Linked DNA regions of Mus musculus: region 2 is linked to region 1. A link is a contact called in public Micro-C data. All regions are on one chromosome and are shown on one strand. Each heading gives the region's core, a stretch centred on a gene start, on an enhancer-like site or on the middle of the called end of the contact. The rest is flanking DNA. Distances are from core to core; before and after follow the strand shown.

Evidence for each region. Hi-C and Micro-C count contacts between places; a contact is called where the count stands out from the background.
Region 2: a Micro-C map of embryonic fibroblasts shows a contact between it and region 1, with 6 times the contacts expected there. The contact joins the enhancer-like site here to the promoter of Farp1 in region 1. A contact is called at or near these places in 7 of 39 promoter capture datasets (3T3-L1-derived adipocytes, cranial neural crest, embryonic stem cells and 4 more), 18 of 484 Hi-C or Micro-C datasets (the HL-1 cell line, the N1E-115 cell line, Sertoli cells and 12 more), 13 of 115 datasets of contacts at active chromatin or transcription factors (VIP interneurons, cardiomyocytes, craniofacial prominence and 9 more) and 3 of 9 other capture datasets (adipose tissue, embryonic stem cells and pancreatic islet).

The regions. Positions count from the first base shown.
Region 1 is chr14:121,033,963-121,037,625 of GRCm38.p6, forward strand. Farp1 (FERM, RhoGEF (Arhgef) and pleckstrin domain protein 1 (chondrocyte-derived)) reads left to right here and starts at 1,612. Exons shown (of 27, transcript NM_134082.3): 1 at 1,612-1,963.
Region 2 is chr14:121,133,106-121,136,768 of GRCm38.p6, forward strand. All of the region lies in intron 2 of Farp1 (FERM, RhoGEF (Arhgef) and pleckstrin domain protein 1 (chondrocyte-derived)), which reads left to right. Among named protein-coding and RNA genes, the nearest start is that of Farp1, 99 kb to the left of the region's middle. Within about 2 kb of position 1,961, at least 10 of the 459 cell types and tissues checked have an H3K27ac peak or open chromatin away from gene starts, as enhancers often do. A contact at or near this core is called in embryonic fibroblasts, where this site is marked.

The sequences.
Region 1 (3,663 bases), core at 362-2,861:
TAAAGCCAGGCTGCACACTGGGAATAACCTGTAATAACTTTAAACCCATCCATGTCATGTCCCAACCTCAGAAATCAGTCTGGCCACTGTCTTCTTATCCTGTGAAGAGACTCTGAACCTGTGGTCGGTTCCCCATTATAGCGGTTCTTAAGGTGTGATAATTGCTTGAATTTGCTTTCCTTTACTGGGCCTGGTGGTTCAGACCGAAATCCTAATGCTTAAGAGGTAGAGGCACGAGGACCAGTCTGGGCTACATGAGGAGACTTTCTGGGGAGGAGTGGGAGAGGAATTTAAAATCGAGTGCTGCTGCTCTTGGTGGCAGTTTGACCACTACACTTAAGAAAATTACTGGCTGAAAATAGCTCACCCATACTTGTAAAGCCACACACAGTTTGGCCACAGAGCTAGCTTCCAACCCACCCATGATTCTCTCTAGCAAATCGCCCAAGGCCTGTCTGGTTCCCCAGAGGCCAGAGGGATTTTGCAGCATGCAAGAAACAGCCCCAACCCTCCGCAGACTGCTTTTGACTCCCATGACTTACAGGTGCCCCTCTCTGATAATCAAGCTTTCATGTCTTCAGCCTCCCTCCCTAGCCACAGAGACAATTTCACTTGGTTAAGTTCAGTTGTAGCTCCGTTGTAGTTGCGACTGAGGTCAGTGAACTCCTCCAGGGTGGAAAATGACCGGAATCTGAGCCAAATTGGCTCTAGGGGCGGGTCCACACTAGCCTCTGGATCCGGCAGAACAAGGCTTTCCTGTGTTCCATACGGTCAGTGGCCCAAGATCTTTCCCAGACAGAGACAGGGAAGAAGGACGAAGGAAAAATGGCACCTAGTGGGTGGGGATAGTGATTGAAAGTCACCTAGTATCGTGGGCCTTCTGATCATGAATCTTCCGACTATATCACCAAGTTCTGGGGGAAAAAAAAACGGAATCAAATAACTGCAAGTCATTCTAAATCTCGCCACACTAAGCAGGGCATTCTGCTGTCCCTGGTCGGAGAGAGGTGGGGTTGGGCACTGTCCTGGGATTCGCTCAGGTGGTGGGCACTGAGCCCGAGCAGCATCAGAGGTGGCACCTGTGTCTCTGGCATTGAATACCGCGCCGCTTAGGGTGGTGCCGGAAGCCTGCGCTAGTGGCCTGGAAGGGGTGGGGGGCGGAATTCGTGGGTCTTTGTAAAACGCTTTCCACGTGATGTCGTAGTTCTCTGTCAGGCTTCCAAAGGCGACCTGCGGAGTCAGTGCCACGAATCTCCCTCCGGGCCTCCGCATCCCGCTGGACACCAGCGACTAGCGCTCGCGTCTCCGCGGTGGCGCTTCTTCCCGCTCTTGGCTTGGTGGTGCAGCTCAGACACCAGCTCTTGCCACACGCCCAAGTAAGGCACAGCTCCAGGGTGGCGTGGCCCTGCCCACGGTCCACCTTTCTGCGCACCTGCCTCCGGGGCGGGGCGGAGCGGGGCGGGGCCGCTGTGCGGGCGCAGGTCACGGCTCGGACGCTGGAGGGGGCTGTGGCTCTCCGCCGTCCCCAGGCTGTGCCCAGGCTCCCCCTGCCGAGGGCTCGGCCCAGGCCCTGGGAGGGGCAGTGGTGGCCCTCATTTCCCGCTCAACAGCCTCGGAGGCGGCTGGTCCCGGCGCGGGCGCAGCGGCTGCGGGGAGCGGGGAGCCCGGAGAAGGTGCGGGGCGGGGACGCGGCCACCGCCCGCTCTGCGCCGCTCCTCCCCACGCGAGTGGCGCTCGGGCCGGGCGTCGAGGCGGCCGCGGCGACCCGGAGCTCGCTCCCCACCCACCCCGCCTGCTCCGCCCTCCCCTCCGCCCCGCGCCACCTTTGATGGCTCGGACCTCGGCCGGCCGCCGCCTGCCTAGCTCGCGCGCCCGCCGCCCGCGGGGACCCCTCGCTCGCCGCCGCCGCGCCCTCGCCAGCCTTGCAGCCCGCAGCCCGCAGCCCGGACCCGGAGCCACCGAGGTAGGAGGCGTGCGGCGAACAATGACCGCGGCGGGAGGGCGGCCGCCTGGGTGGACCGGGCCGCGGCGGCAACTTGTGCGAGTCCCCGCGCTCGCGGCCCTGGGCGCCGGCCGAGCTGGCTGCGGAGTCCACGGGAACGGTCCTTTTTGTAGCCGGCGGCCGCAGGCCCCGCAACAATAGCAGAAGCCACGGTTCCTCGGGCACCGGTGGAGCTCACCTCCGCGGACCTGGGCTGCGGGGCTCTGAGCTCGTGGGTTCTCCCCAGCTTGGCTTCCTCTCCTTGGGCGCCCCTCCCCCGCTTCCTCCCATCCCACCCTGCCGGGTGACAGCGCCCCCGACGCCTCTTCCGGACCTCAGGCTGCAATCTCGGCTCTGGAGGTCCGTCTCCCGGCAGCACGGGTGCCGCCGTGCCGCCGGGTCACTGCATCTCGCCCACGGGCGGCGAGAACCTCCCGGTGGGTGACAAAGAGGAACACGCCCTCTTAAGTTAGATCTTGTTTCTCTTTACTCTCTGCCTTATGGAGGGGGAAGTTTCCCCCTCCCTTTTTAAAGCACAGGATATATATTATTATTTTTGTGTGGGGGGACGGGGAGTTCAGAACTTCTGATTGTGATTTTTTACGATTTAAGTTCGGAAAACTTTAGCCTTGTGATCCATCCGGACCCCGGTGAGTCTTAGACCTAGGGGTCGTGGAGGAGTACCAGATTCCTTGTTGGGACCCGGAAACCACGGCTGGCAGGGATTTTCTAGAGTCCCCCTAGAAAATAGGGAGGTAGGGCTCACAAAGGAACGAGGTTTGAGACGTGCTGGTGAAGATGTGGGAGCGAATAACTGCCTCTCATCTGGAACAGTTTACCAGGCTCAGCTTCTCCTCCCCTCCCCGGCTCCGGCTCCGGAGTTCAGTGGCCTCCGGCTGTTTCATTTATTTTTGTTTCAGCCTTCCTCCGTGCTAGTTTACCGCGTTTGACAACCTTAAACCTGGCCCCTGCCCATGGTTTACCCTCCAGACTTCCAATCCCTCCCTTAGTAGGCAGCGTTTTCTGACCATAACCTCGACCCAACGATGGGCCATGTTTAATGTGCTTTGCACGTGGGGACTTGGCCAAGCCCACTTCAGAACATTCCCCTAGCGTTGTCTTACTTCTCTTTTTCTATCTGAACAAGGAATGGAGAAAGAGGGGGAAAGCCTTTTGGATTATGAAAGCTTTAGTTGAGGAGTTGCCTTTAAAAATTGGTTTGGTGTTTTGAAAGCTAAGGTGGGGCCCTTTTCAAATCCCTGTCGTCTTTCCCCTCAGCCCCACATTTCTTGCTGGCATCTTAGCCTCAGCTTTTCAGGTGGGTGGGTCTCTGAAAATGCACGTCTTCCGTGGGTCTGGCATCCACACAGCCCACTTTATATTCCTGCAGCATCGGTCTGCAGCAAGACACTAATATTGGACCTTCTCCAAGCACAACGAAACGTTTGTGTTTTTAGTATGTCTGGCTAATAGCTCTGCTTCTGGGTAAAATAAATAGAAGCATTATTGGGCAGTGACTGGTCTACTGGGGGAGTCGGTGGAGTAGATAGTGAGCAGATGTCTGCCAAACCCACAGGAAGCTAGAAATACTTGGTCATCGATGAGGTAACTACCTTCTCATGGTGTGTGTGGGGGTGGGGGTGTGTGCAGAACTGTAGTGTGCTCCTCTGACTTGGGATATG
Region 2 (3,663 bases), core at 711-3,210, 99 kb after region 1:
GCCCCTGTGCATGCTAAAGTAGCGCCTACTACTCCCAAGGACAAGATGCTATAATGTATGTTAGGTTCCGTTAAACACAGACTCCAATACCGTAAGCTGCGAGCAAGGCACCAGCTAACAAAGCAGCAGTTTTTGTTCAGTAACATTCCTGTCAATGAGAGCATGCATCCAACGAGGTGTGTGGCGATGGGTTGATAAAATGTGTGTTGAGGCTCACAGAACCCTGAGCCTGTATTTCCCCCAGGAGTGACGGTTCAGTTGTTAATTTAGTCATGACTTCATAGAATGTAATTAATTACAGCAAATAGCTTGACTCCATTGCATTTTATTAAGTGAAAACCTAAGTTAAGGGATGAAACTTCTTATATCAGTTTTTGCATAATTGTTTAATAATTAGGGACAGAAAATTTGAAGCATCCTTCAGACAGATGGGCACAGATCAGTTGATATGCTGATTAAACCATTTTACTGTTAAAACTTGACTTTTGGACATAGGCTCAGAATGGACACAGGTTCACAGGGGCTTAATTCTCTTATACAGACTGACACAGCAGCTGCATGAGGTACTCTGTAGTGTACCTCATGTTATCATGAGTTCACTTGTAACGCCTCACCCAATTAAATGTCATATAGAGAGTGTTACATGAAAGGAAAACAATGTGTATTTGTGTTCGCTACAAACCTAAGTTTTAAAAATGACTTTCATTTGGGCTGGGGATGCTCAGGGGCTAAAGTGCTTGCTGTGAAAACATGAGGATCTGAGTTCAGGCCCCTAGCATGCACATAAAAGCCACACACGCATCTGTTACTCCAATGACAGAAGCAGTTAGAGACGAGCAGATTCCAGTGGCTCTCTGGGCATCCAGGCTAGCCAAAACATCAAACTCCAGGTGAAGCAAGAGGCTCTGTTTCAAAGAATAAGGTAGAGGCAGACACTTACAGTCAACCACTAGCTTGTAGAAGTGTGTCATGAATATGTGTGCGTGCACACACATGTACCTTCCCAATGTGCACATAGCCCCATGCATGGACATACACTCCATATAAGCGTTCAGACACAGGTAATTCAGAATGCATCCATTATGCACGAATGGATCAATCCTTTTGTGGAATTTATGGACTCAAGAGAACTGATTGTAATGTTAAAATAATTAGTAATATTTTGGGAAAATAACCTTTTTTTAATGACTCACTTTTATTATATCATAAGTCAAGAACCTTTTAAACAAGGGTCTGGTTTTGACTCTTTTATTGAAGAAAGGGATTTCTATTTTTATTCAAGGAATCCATTATTAAAAATAACTTTGAGTCTAGTCACTATTTGACTCTGGACTTATGGCCACAGGGAGATATTTTAGCAAAAGAAATCTTAGTTATTCCCACAAACCTCAAGTGGGGGTCCTTTGACACATAAATTGTTCAGCTGTCAAAATGATTGATGTCACACAGGTTTGCATCTCAGGAGGCAGGAAAGTAACCAGATGTCTACCGAGGAGTGATGGCAGGGCCCATTTAGACCTGTCGTTGGTTATTACAGCAGAAAGTAGGCAGCAGGAGGCTGAAACACTGTGTGCTTAGTGATGGATTCCAGACGTACCACTTAAGTTGTGGGGTTCTGTGGGAAGTGAGCAGCCTGGTCACCCTCAGCTCCCTTTCAAGGTCCATGTATGATCTTGAACACTCCTTCCACAAACTTTCCTTGGAAGCTTTCAGAACATCCTGAGGCCACTGACCTTTTTGAGAAATTAGTTTTCAATTTAGTTTCTAGACGTTTCAAGCCCCGAGCCTCAAATCTGGATGGCCATTTGATAAAAGATATTTTATATGCATTTGGGAATACCTTACTTTGTTTCCTTGTGAGATTCACTGTGATTTCTGAACGGCCAACATTGGGGCTGGCCCAGTGACCTAATTGGAAAAGCAGGCACTTTGTAAAGGAGTGTAACACTAGACAAGAAAACACAAAACCAAGCTTGTCATTCCTTACAATGCCTAAAATGTCTGTATTTCAAATGCTTAGATTCCAGAGTGACCTACAGTAATGCCACCCTTCTGGATTTGCATGGGATTCATGATTTTTTTTCACAGCACCTATTAAAACTTTTCTTTTTCTTCTGAGACAGGGTCTTACACCATATTCCAGGCTGGCTTGGAACTCAGTGTGTAGCACAGCCTGGCTTCAGAGTCTTGGAAACCCTCCTGCCCCAAACTCCTTGTACTGGTTGGTTTTGTGTCAAGTTGACACAGAGAAAGGAGCTTCCGGTGAGGAAAAGCCTCCCTGAGATCCAGCTGTAAGACATTTTCTCAGTGAGTGATCAAGAGGGGAGGCTCCATTGTGGGTGGTGCCAGCCCTGGGCTGGGAGTCCTGGGTTCTATAAGAAAGCAAGCTGAGCAAGCTAGGGGAAGCAAGCCAGTAAGTAACACCCTCCATGGCCTCTGCATCAGCTCCTGCTTCCTGACCTGCTTGAGTTCCAGTCCTGACTTCCCTTGGTGATGAACAGCAATGTGGAAGTGTAAGCTGAATAAACCCTTTCCTCCCCAACATGCTTCTTGGCCGTGATGTTTTGTCAGGAGTAGAAACCCTGACTTCTTTAAGTGCTGGAATTATAGGCTTGTGCTACCTCTTTCTGCATATTCAAACTCTAAGTTTTTTTTTTTTTAAAATGTGTTTAGAAGATGCTGAGGACGTCTGTGTAGGGATTGACAAATTGTAGCTTAACCCAAACTTCCAAAAGAAATTTCCCACTGTCACCCTGTCCTCTTACTACATGGGCCCCGTTGCCTCTTATTACCCTAGGCCAGATTCTATGTGGGTCATTGGCATATTTCTCCATGCTCTGGAACACACATGTGGGTAATTTAAAACCACGGTGTTTGGTTTTGAATTCCTTATTGCATGCCTGTATCACTCACTCGGAGAGGATTTGATCCCTGAGGGTCCTGCCCTTTGTCGTGTTTGTGGCTTAGCCCTATGACAGGAACACGCATGTACTATTAAATAGCATTTACTTTTATAAAAAGTGTCTGAGTCTCATCTACAGTTAATATGTGGAGTGTGTAAATTCATATGTATTTGAGTCGCAAGACGAGAAGGATGTCTACGTTTATCTTACAGACCGTGCTGAGTTTTGTTCTTGGTGCATGAACTTGGATGGATGGCTGCTAGGAAACTATCCTTACTTGCTTTTCTCTCGACGAGGAGATAGAGGCTGACAGGGGAGTGCCCTGCTCACGACCACCTTGCTCAGGATTCTGCAAGTCCAGACTACCACACCCTCAGTGTGACTCCATTCGGGGAGTAGGGATGGCTTTATCTAAGTCAATGGAAAAGTCAGATAACTACAGAAAGATCTGACACCTCACAGTTTCATAAAGCCCGTGGTAGACCATGGTGACTTGTGATAGTAAAATGGTGAATGCATGCATGATGTTAATAGTACATGCAACGGCAGAGTAATTACTTATGAATCTAGACTCTAGTGACCTTTAGCGCTTGAACCTCTAAAAATAGTTATTTGGTCTGTCTAACTTTCCTGACTTCTCAGTCTGAGAGTCCCACAGCTGAAAGAAAATTGGAGCATGTGACATCGCTCAGTAATTTAACACTTCAGGACAATCCTTGATGCTCATCTAGACTTAGTAGGCTCCAGAGAATGTTGTTGT